Regions from separate parts of the Mus musculus genome. Here all the other regions are linked to region 2. The links are chromatin contacts, called in public HiChIP or PLAC-seq and capture Hi-C maps. All regions are on one chromosome and are shown on one strand. Each heading gives the region's core, a stretch centred on a gene start, on an enhancer-like site or on the middle of the called end of the contact. The rest is flanking DNA. Distances are from core to core; before and after follow the strand shown. Region 1 overlaps Gm39609 (a long non-coding RNA gene). Region 2 has its middle 21 kb from the start of Gm12052. Region 3 has its middle 3.1 kb from the start of Gm24917.

Evidence for each region. HiChIP or PLAC-seq counts read pairs in DNA pulled down with a chosen protein or histone mark. Capture Hi-C pulls out chosen DNA fragments and counts their contacts.
Region 1: a contact with region 2 is called in an HNF4G HiChIP or PLAC-seq map of pancreatic cancer cells. The contact joins two enhancer-like sites. A contact is called at or near these places in 5 of 484 Hi-C or Micro-C datasets (differentiating embryonic stem cells, embryonic stem cells, extraembryonic endoderm stem cells and 2 more) and 8 of 115 datasets of contacts at active chromatin or transcription factors (embryonic stem cells, epiblast stem cells, heart atrium and 2 more).
Region 3: a contact with region 2 is called in a capture Hi-C map of bone marrow-derived macrophages, with 6 times the contacts expected there. The contact joins two enhancer-like sites. A contact is called at or near these places in 16 of 39 promoter capture datasets (the 3T3-L1 cell line, 3T3-L1-derived adipocytes, the HPC-7 cell line and 10 more), 2 of 15 datasets of contacts at CTCF or cohesin (large pre-B cells and pro-B cells), 41 of 484 Hi-C or Micro-C datasets (B cells, the C2C12 cell line, CD4 T cells and 23 more), 28 of 115 datasets of contacts at active chromatin or transcription factors (CD8 T cells, bone marrow-derived dendritic cells, bone marrow-derived macrophages and 16 more) and 4 of 9 other capture datasets (adipose tissue, bone marrow-derived macrophages, embryonic stem cells and 1 more).

Annotation. Positions count from the first base shown.
Region 1 is chr11:22,436,275-22,439,008 of GRCm38.p6, forward strand. All of the region lies in intron 2 of Gm39609 (a long non-coding RNA gene), which reads right to left. Among named protein-coding and RNA genes, the nearest start is that of Gm39609, 5.7 kb to the right of the region's middle. Within about 2 kb of position 1,432, at least 152 of the 459 cell types and tissues checked have an H3K27ac peak or open chromatin away from gene starts, as enhancers often do. A contact at or near this core is called in heart atrium, hepatocytes and pancreatic cancer cells, where this site is marked.
Region 2 is chr11:22,631,195-22,633,894 of GRCm38.p6, forward strand. No RefSeq gene overlaps it. Among named protein-coding and RNA genes, the nearest start is that of Gm12052, 21 kb to the left of the region's middle. Within about 2 kb of position 1,362, at least 145 of the 459 cell types and tissues checked have an H3K27ac peak or open chromatin away from gene starts, as enhancers often do. A contact at or near this core is called in CD8 T cells, the G1E-ER4 cell line, the HPC-7 cell line and 14 more, where this site is marked.
Region 3 is chr11:22,870,655-22,873,354 of GRCm38.p6, forward strand. No RefSeq gene overlaps it. Among named protein-coding and RNA genes, the nearest start is that of Gm24917, 3.1 kb to the left of the region's middle. Within about 2 kb of position 1,372, at least 132 of the 459 cell types and tissues checked have an H3K27ac peak or open chromatin away from gene starts, as enhancers often do. A contact at or near this core is called in CD8 T cells, the G1E-ER4 cell line, the HPC-7 cell line and 12 more, where this site is marked.

The DNA of each region.
Region 1 (2,734 bases), core at 182-2,681, 190 kb before region 2:
GAACTGTGTGGCCTGGTGTGGTCCTTCTGAAGCCCCGAGACATTCAAGATCACAACACTAGTCGCTGTGATAAAATACCCTGAAAAGGCCACTGAGTGAGGAAGGGTTCATCTTAGTTCACAGTTCCATGTTATATGGTGATTGCTACAGGGAAGTCACGGCAGTGAGAACTTAAAATAGTTGATTATGTCATATCCACAACCAAGAGCAGAGAGAAATGGATGCATATATATACTCTCTGCTTATCTTCTCCTTGTTTGTACAACCCAAAGCCTAGAGACAGGAAAGAGTGTCACCCACACACCATTTAGGCTGGGCCTTCACACATCAATCCCCCAATCTGATGGATAGATAGTCCCTCATTAAGACCCCCTTCCCAGGTGATTCTCCATTGCATCCAATTAGTATTTAACCATCACAGGGACACCATATACCTTTGGAGGTGGCTCTCTAAGGCATGAGAGGAGCTATCTGCCATTGGTAATACTCTAAGAAAGACTCTGACCCAAATTTTCCTCTAGCATTGATCCCTGTTTCAGCCACCAAATTAAGTCTCTAACCAAATGAGTCTGAAGACAGCAGGGGCCAAACAAAAGCAATGTTATATAGACTTTCTGAAGAAACTGAGAAGCAAACCTAGAAGTGCTTCGTTTTTACATTTTTCTAAAACCTTTTTTTTTTTTTAATCACTGTTTTTGAAATGTCTAATTTGAAATGTGTGAGTGTGAACATTTGGGGGCTTGAAGTTTTGCCTATAACGGATGTTCCCACTTTCTTTTCTCTCTCTCTCTCCTCTCTCTCTCTCTCTCTCTCTCTCTTTTCTCTGTTGTTGTTGTTTCCTCTTTAGCTGCTGACTTTTTAAAGTTGGTTTTTTTTTTCATTTTTCTTTATTGCACATGCTCACATGCATGACTTTCAATATCAGCTACCTTTCCTTGATCAATCTTCCATTGCTTCTGGAGCTAGGATCTCTCATTGAACCTGTAGCTCTCCCATTTGCCCAGCCAGGCTGGCCAATGAGCTTCAGAAATCCACCTATCTCTACCCAAACCCCAAGGCTGGGGTCACAGGCACTCAGCAGCACACTGGATTAATCTGTTTCTCAAGAATAATTTGGATTCAGCTGTCTATCATGATACATTCAGTACTGTTAACAAATGTGTTTTCATAGGTGGATAATGAACAAAGAAACAATTTAGGGTTTCTTTCTGGGTCTTTGCTAAGAATAAAGTGATTAAGAGTTTAAATCCCAGCTGACACAGGCAGTTCTATATTCAGTCAACACGAATTTGTTCTTTGTTTGATGAGGGAAACTACAGGAAAAGCTTGGAGTACTCTGTTCTTGCCGTTCCTTGTGGTGTTTACACAGCCCCAGAGCCAGAGGCAGCAGGAGTGAGTCAGACAGCAGTCGCCTATCACGTGCTGAGCATTACAGGACAGTCTGACTGGGGACAAGGCTGCTGGAACTCCACCACCTGCTGGACAGACCAGAGGGAACAGCAAAGAAACGACCCAAAACTGCCAGTTGACAGCAACTGGTCCTCTGAGGAAAGGATTTTCACTTCAACCAGGACATTTTTCTCCTTCTTGCGTGAGAAGTATTCCACCACACGTAATCTAGGGGAAGCGGAGAATGGGGCGGTCTTCAGCTACCAACAGCAGCAGAAAACCTCCCATATTTTTCAAGCATGACAGAGGAAAGGTTAGAATGGACTTTAACCAGTAGGTCCCTGGTGCCTGCCAATGCTCTGCAAATATAACCCACACACACTGCCAATATTAATTCAGCAACAGTTTTTTTGAGTAGCTGATCCCTGTGGCAGCTGTGAACTGGGGCAGCCGCCAAGAGTACTGGAATTACCTGAGAGACATCCCAGAAGCCCAGGGAACAGTGCAAGGGTGGAGGTGGGCAAGCCCATTATTTAAAGGCTTAGCAGCTAAATTGGAAGATCTGTGACCCCCCATCCTTAGATTTAAAGGGACAACACAGACTAGCTAGGGATTCTGCTATTTAAAGGTATAAAAAGCCCCAAAACAGATATCCCAGGCTACTCATGGGAACATAACAATGTCATCTTTTAAATATTTTTCTTTCTGCCTGGGATGTGTGGGGCATACAAAGTGGAATCATAAAAATTAAAAAGTTACTCTAATCCCTTAGAATTCATAGCTTTCCCTTATTTTACCCTCCTGTGCCTGGAAATGGGTCTTTAACCTTCTTTACGAATGAAGGCACTGGCTCTTGGGGCTGCTCAAGGCTATCCAGTTAATAAGTGACAGAAATCACAGATCTAGGTCTGACCCTAAGCCAGTAACCTTTCTTGGTGCTTCACTTCCTTCACAGAGATGAGGTGAGTGTCCCTCCCACACTCTCAGCAAAGAGGCCCTGTCTAGATACAGAAATTACCTGCTGTGCCTGTAAGTGACTGCCTTCACTGCTTTTCTACCACAAGACATTGCTCACACTGTCCTCCTTATGCAATGGCTTGCTGTGACTGTGGAGTAGTTTTATTGTTTTGTTTTGATTTTGATTTTTTTTTTTTTCTGTTTGGGATCACACTGGCCAGCTGGCTCATGTTCAGACCAAGCCATCCAACTGTGCTTGACTGAGAGGCTGTAGTCCCCACTCAACAAACACTCTGAGGTTACTGTAGTCACTTAAGCCAAGGTTATCCAGTCAGTCTGTGGGTATTTAATAAGCACCACTACCTTCCTCTGGGCCAGCCTCTTCTCT
Region 2 (2,700 bases), core at 112-2,611:
CACAGTGTGCTTGGGAGCTATGGGAGCTGTTTGTTCCTCTTGCTGGTGCGACCACACTGAATACATCTTTCTCTTCTCGATGGATGTTATTCACCTCTCTGATTGGCCTATTGAGAGGGGAGGGAGATGACCACGCCTAGGTTGCTGGACTGCCAGGCTGTGACCCAAAAAACTCTGGTAAGAATATTTTCCCCTCCAGCTAAGATGTCAAGTGCAAGAATGTATATTTTTACTTACAGTTGGGTCCAAGGGTTTTAGAAAAATGCATTCACATCATAAAGACTAGTAAATATTTACTGAATGTGTGAAGGAATCTTACATTTAGTATTGACTCACGTACCAAACACTAGTTATTTCCCTTAGATAGTTATGTGAATGAATATACCAAGAATGAACTTATAATCGCCTAGTGTAAAAGCAGGAACTACTTGCTTGTTTTCTTGAACTTTCAGTTAAAATTGGGGGGGGGGGGGGTTTGCAATTCCTGCATATAGCCACAGGATGGCACCATTGCTCAGTGTATTTTCTCTGGAAAGCCGGCTGGTATCAGAAAATTCTCCACCCTCCTTCCCCTCCTCCTTTTTCTCTCTTCCTTCCTCCTAATACTGTAAAAGTAAGTCTTTTCTGAAGCTCTGGAAGAAAAGACACCGAGCAGAATACATTGCTCGACACCTGTCTGGATCCCTTAGCTCCATCTTCTCTCTGGCCCAAAGCCCAGAGTCCTGCTGTTCCCAGGCTGAAAGGCAGTGCAGGGACCTTTAGGAATGCACTCCCTCTCCTCCCCACCACCCCACCACAGCCCCTGACATCCACTCTGAGTTCCTAATAGCACCATCTCAGCAGCCCCTACCTATCCTTCGGTCTGACTCTGAGAAACCATCAACAGAGAGGTTCTCTGGCCTTTGTCTACTGGCCTTATGAAAAGAATCATGTGATGCCTTTGAGGCTGTGGGCGGCACTGATGGTATTTTGTAATTGGGGAACAAGTTTCCAGGGGTGAAGCAGGGTTACTAAAACAAGAGGACAAAAGGAACATTAAAGATTTTGCTAACCTGATAACCCTGCTCAAACCGAACAATTGGGGGGCTTCCATTTCCTGGATCACAGCAGAGCTCTGACTTCCTGGGTTTGAAGGCTGTGGTCTGGTTCTAGCCATTTGCTGGTCTCAGGAATGGAAACCAGTAACCATCTCCAAACAGAGATTGGGAAAGGAAAATAAGTCACACCCACAGGAATTGTGGGTGCTCCCCCACTTCAGGCTCACCTCCCCTCTTCCAAGGCCCAGTCTAACCCAGACACAGTCACTGCAGGGAGCATGAGCAGTGCTTGACTAGAAGGTCATTCAGGGTGATGATTAGGACAGTCATCAATTCCTGAGGCCCAAGAGTGACTCACTTAGCTCTGATGTGCACAGATCAAAGGAGGGTATTTATGGCTTAGACACAAGCCTGCCATTCTTTGCCATAATAAATAATATAAAGTCCTCATTCTGCTGCCTGTCTCTACCCCAGCTGTCTTTGTACTGACATGAACACCCTTCTCTCTTCTCTCTACTCTTTTCCACCTTGAAAAATGTCAAGACATTCTTTGCTGGCTCTCAGACACTCGGCTGCCATGGTGCCATGGGGAGAGGGGCTCAAATGCCCATGTCCCCAGATAAGAGCACAGGCGGGTCTAGAGTAGGCTTGGAGCTAGCTCTTCCTGAGAACTTACCTTTCTTATTTTGCTTGAATGTGTCTCAGTGTTTGGGCATGCTAGAAGCCCAGCCTCCATTTAAGAGCTCCGTGACTTCAGGAGATCTGTCATGCTTCCATTCCCCAGTCTATAAAATATGGGTAATTAATAGCTCAAAGTCTGACTTATGAAAATGACAAGATAAAAATATGTAAAGTGCTCAGCACCAAGCCTGTTGCAAAACAATGCCAGTGAGCGCTGTTCGTGCTGCAGCATTCTTGTGGTATTTCCAAGAATTTATGGATGCAGCACAGACTGTTCTGTGTGTCCTCCTCAGTGAGGATGTGCACCCCACACCCCGCCCCCAGGACTCAAGACTAACAAACACTCTTACAGGAAGCAAATGGCCAGGAGGATGCTGTGAGCAGGTCCAGCTCAGCTTCTCTGTGGGCACTTCAGACCAAGTACTACCCAGTCGTTAGGCAGTGCCGGGTGCTTCTGGATGCTTTAAGAAGCCACATCTCTGGCTTCTAATCCCTAGATGCTAATAGTAGCCTTTTAGTTGTCACCAAAGAAGTGTCTCTGATGTTTGTCTGCAGTGGGCAATGGTTACCACAGACTCAACTAACCCCCTCTCCTAAGGCTGCAGGGACATTGCAGAAGAGGGAGTAGGTACTGAGAATTCTGCAATTTTGGTTTCTTTTACAATCCCAGAAATATTATAAGAATATAATATTCTTTTTAAAAATATAATATTAAAAATATAATAGAATATAATATTCTTTTTTTGTTTTAATCCCTAGTGATATGGGGCAGCATCTGACTGCGATGTGCCCCATGCTCTAGCAGAGGCATGGTTTTGCCAGCTGCAGATACTTTTTGTGATTGTGTGACATTTGGAATTCTGGGGACTTTTTAGAGGGTAGATAAATGCTAGGGCTTGTCAGTTGTTTAGTTTGTTAATAGTCGTGCTCAAAGAAGAAACAAAAGGAAAAAAATTAAATTCTGGAATCTCTCTCTCTGTGT
Region 3 (2,700 bases), core at 122-2,621, 240 kb after region 2:
TTTTATTTCTATTTTAGTGTCCACATTTCCACAGATCAAATGGGAGGGTCTTTGCATGTACCCCTGAGCCTGTTCTTAGCTCAGATGGGATGGTCCTTGCATATATGCCCTGAGCCTGCTCTTAGCATTGAGCTACACCTAAAGCCCTCTTGTCATTCTAAAGCCCACAGAGCACTGAAATATTAAAGTTTTTTTTTCACAAGATGACACCAAAATCAGATTTGCTACAAAATCCTACAGTTATCTATCAACCCCATTTTATTTCCACCATGTTCCATTACATATGTGTTATGTGTTTGATCAAAAGCATTTGCCAAAATAGATGAATATGAATATAGTGAAACTTGAGAGTATCAGGTAGTATATGGGATGCTTGTCTGATTCCTTCTCTAAAACTGGGGACATGCTAACTCTTGAATGAAGATTGTGGGCCAGCATTGGAATCTGAAGAAAGGAAATATAACCCCAGTTGAGGTCAGAATAGTAGGTCCTTTGGAATCAAGGTTTAGTTCCAAGGCTTGTATTGACCAAGAGCAAAAAGCATTGTATACCTCCTACTATGAGCAGTGAATGCCTAATGGGGAGCCACCTCACATCTTGTACATAGGGTCTACAAAAATAAAGTAAAAAGTCAGGACCCCAACCTGTCATATCTTTTGGTGGCCAGAAGCACTCATTTCTGTTGTATGTGTATATGTACATATACATAATACATATCCACATATACATATGTATTTATAATGAGAGAATAGAGCCCTTGGAAATTATAGCTAGTTAGTGAACCGGTCAAAAAGGCAAATCTAGCAAAAGGAACCGAAGAAGTAGGAAGAAACCTCAGAGTGTGGCCAACAGCCACAGAGAGCTCACCTCATAGAGAGAGATGAGCATGAAGCAAAGAGGGTTCACGCTGCTCAGCCCTTGTCTCACAGAGGCCTGGGGACATGCTGAAGCCCCGTTTATCTTCTTAAAGCAAAACTGAAGAGTTTTCATTGTAGGTTCCCAATAAAGGCACTTTCATTCACTTATCAGTGACAGCCACAGAGCAGGGGTGGATTTGGGACAAAAGGCTGGGAAAAGAACAGCACAGATATGAGAAGTGGGGGAATTTGCTCAATCCATGAACGTTACTTCCTGCCAAATGGAAGAGCGAGAGATCTGGGTAATGAGAACAGGGGAGAGCAGTGTGCTGAGCGGAAACAGGAAGGGCCGTGGCAGATGAGAAAGGAGATTAATGCAATCAACACTTATCCCAGCTTTAGAGATGGAGCAATTTATAGAAATGAGAGAAATGAAATCAATTGTCCTATTTCAAAACTATGAGAAAGAAGGGAAAGCGAAACCAACAGTGAGAGGATCTCTTTGGAGAACAGCTCAATACCAACAAAGCTGGGACTCACACTGAGGCTCAGCCCCCAGTCTGGTGCTGTTTCCCCTATAAATATAAAAGCTCACTACTGCCTCTTTCTCATTTCCTGCCTGTTTCCTTCCTTGTATGAGAATGAGGGTTGGCAGCTGTCTCCATGTGCATGTGAACTTCCAACTGCCTCAGACTGAAACCTTCTCCCTGTCCAGCGGTGCCTGAAGTGGGTGGGGGATCAAGGTTGGCTTCCTCACATCCTGCGGGGGAAGGGGCAAATCTGACAGCACATTTGTAAACTGTAATGGTAGAGAGGACAGCATGCTCCGTTTTCCAAATGGTAATTATTATTTTCATAATCAGCATTTATTGTTTTTAAATGACAGCGTGGGCAGCCGGGGATAATGATTAAAGAGAAACAAGCTCTGTCAGTGTGACCAGAAATCAGCAGGATGTGCCACTGAAAAACCAGGCAAGGCTCCACGGGGAGTCAGCTTCTGCTTCCTTTAGGCTTGGTCTGGTCTGAGGGTAAACTTCTGTGTAAGGCCACAACTTGGCTAAGGGAGACACTGCACTAACCAAGGATAAAAATTAGACACCAGAAGGTGATGTGGAGGGTCACATCTGCAATCCCAGCATTAGAGAGACTGAGGCAGGGGGACCAAGACTCTTCAGGAAAGCTTGGGCCTCATGGTGAGTAGGGGGCCAGCTTACTATCCAGAGAAAGACCCTGTCTGGAGATAGAAAAGCATTTGAGAACGAGAGGAAGCTAAATTCCTCTGGGGTAACACTCAAAGAAATAGTACCTGGTTACTTCCCATGAGCAGACAGAAGAACGAAGCTGGTCCTTACCCTTCACACATGCGGTGTTTGGTGTCTGCTTTGTTCTCCTTCGTAGACGTGCCGCCTCACAAACAGCAAGATAACGGTGTGTCAGGTCTTCTGAGATCCTGCACATCCTTTCCACGACATTTTCAGACATATTAGTCTCAATGGGTGTTCTGTGTTCCAAGATGTCACAAGCCACTGTTTTCCCTTTCCTTTAGCCAATGGTGTACAGTTAGCCATTACAGAAATGATAGCCAGGCACTGCCAGAAGACCAGACCCTTACTTATAGTCATCAATGGAACAGGCATTTGCCTCAAGACTGGAAAATCCTCAGGCTTAACGTTAAAACATGCTGTTCTGGATAGACAAGGGCTTCAAGGGCAGTTTCGCCCTTATTTGGTGGGAAGAGCCTTGCTGCTGTGTCAAGTCAGAAGCAGGAAGCTATTATAATTTGCTTCCAAAAGGCTTTTTTTTTTTTTTTTTTTGGTATTAAAAAGGAGCGTGCAATGTCTAC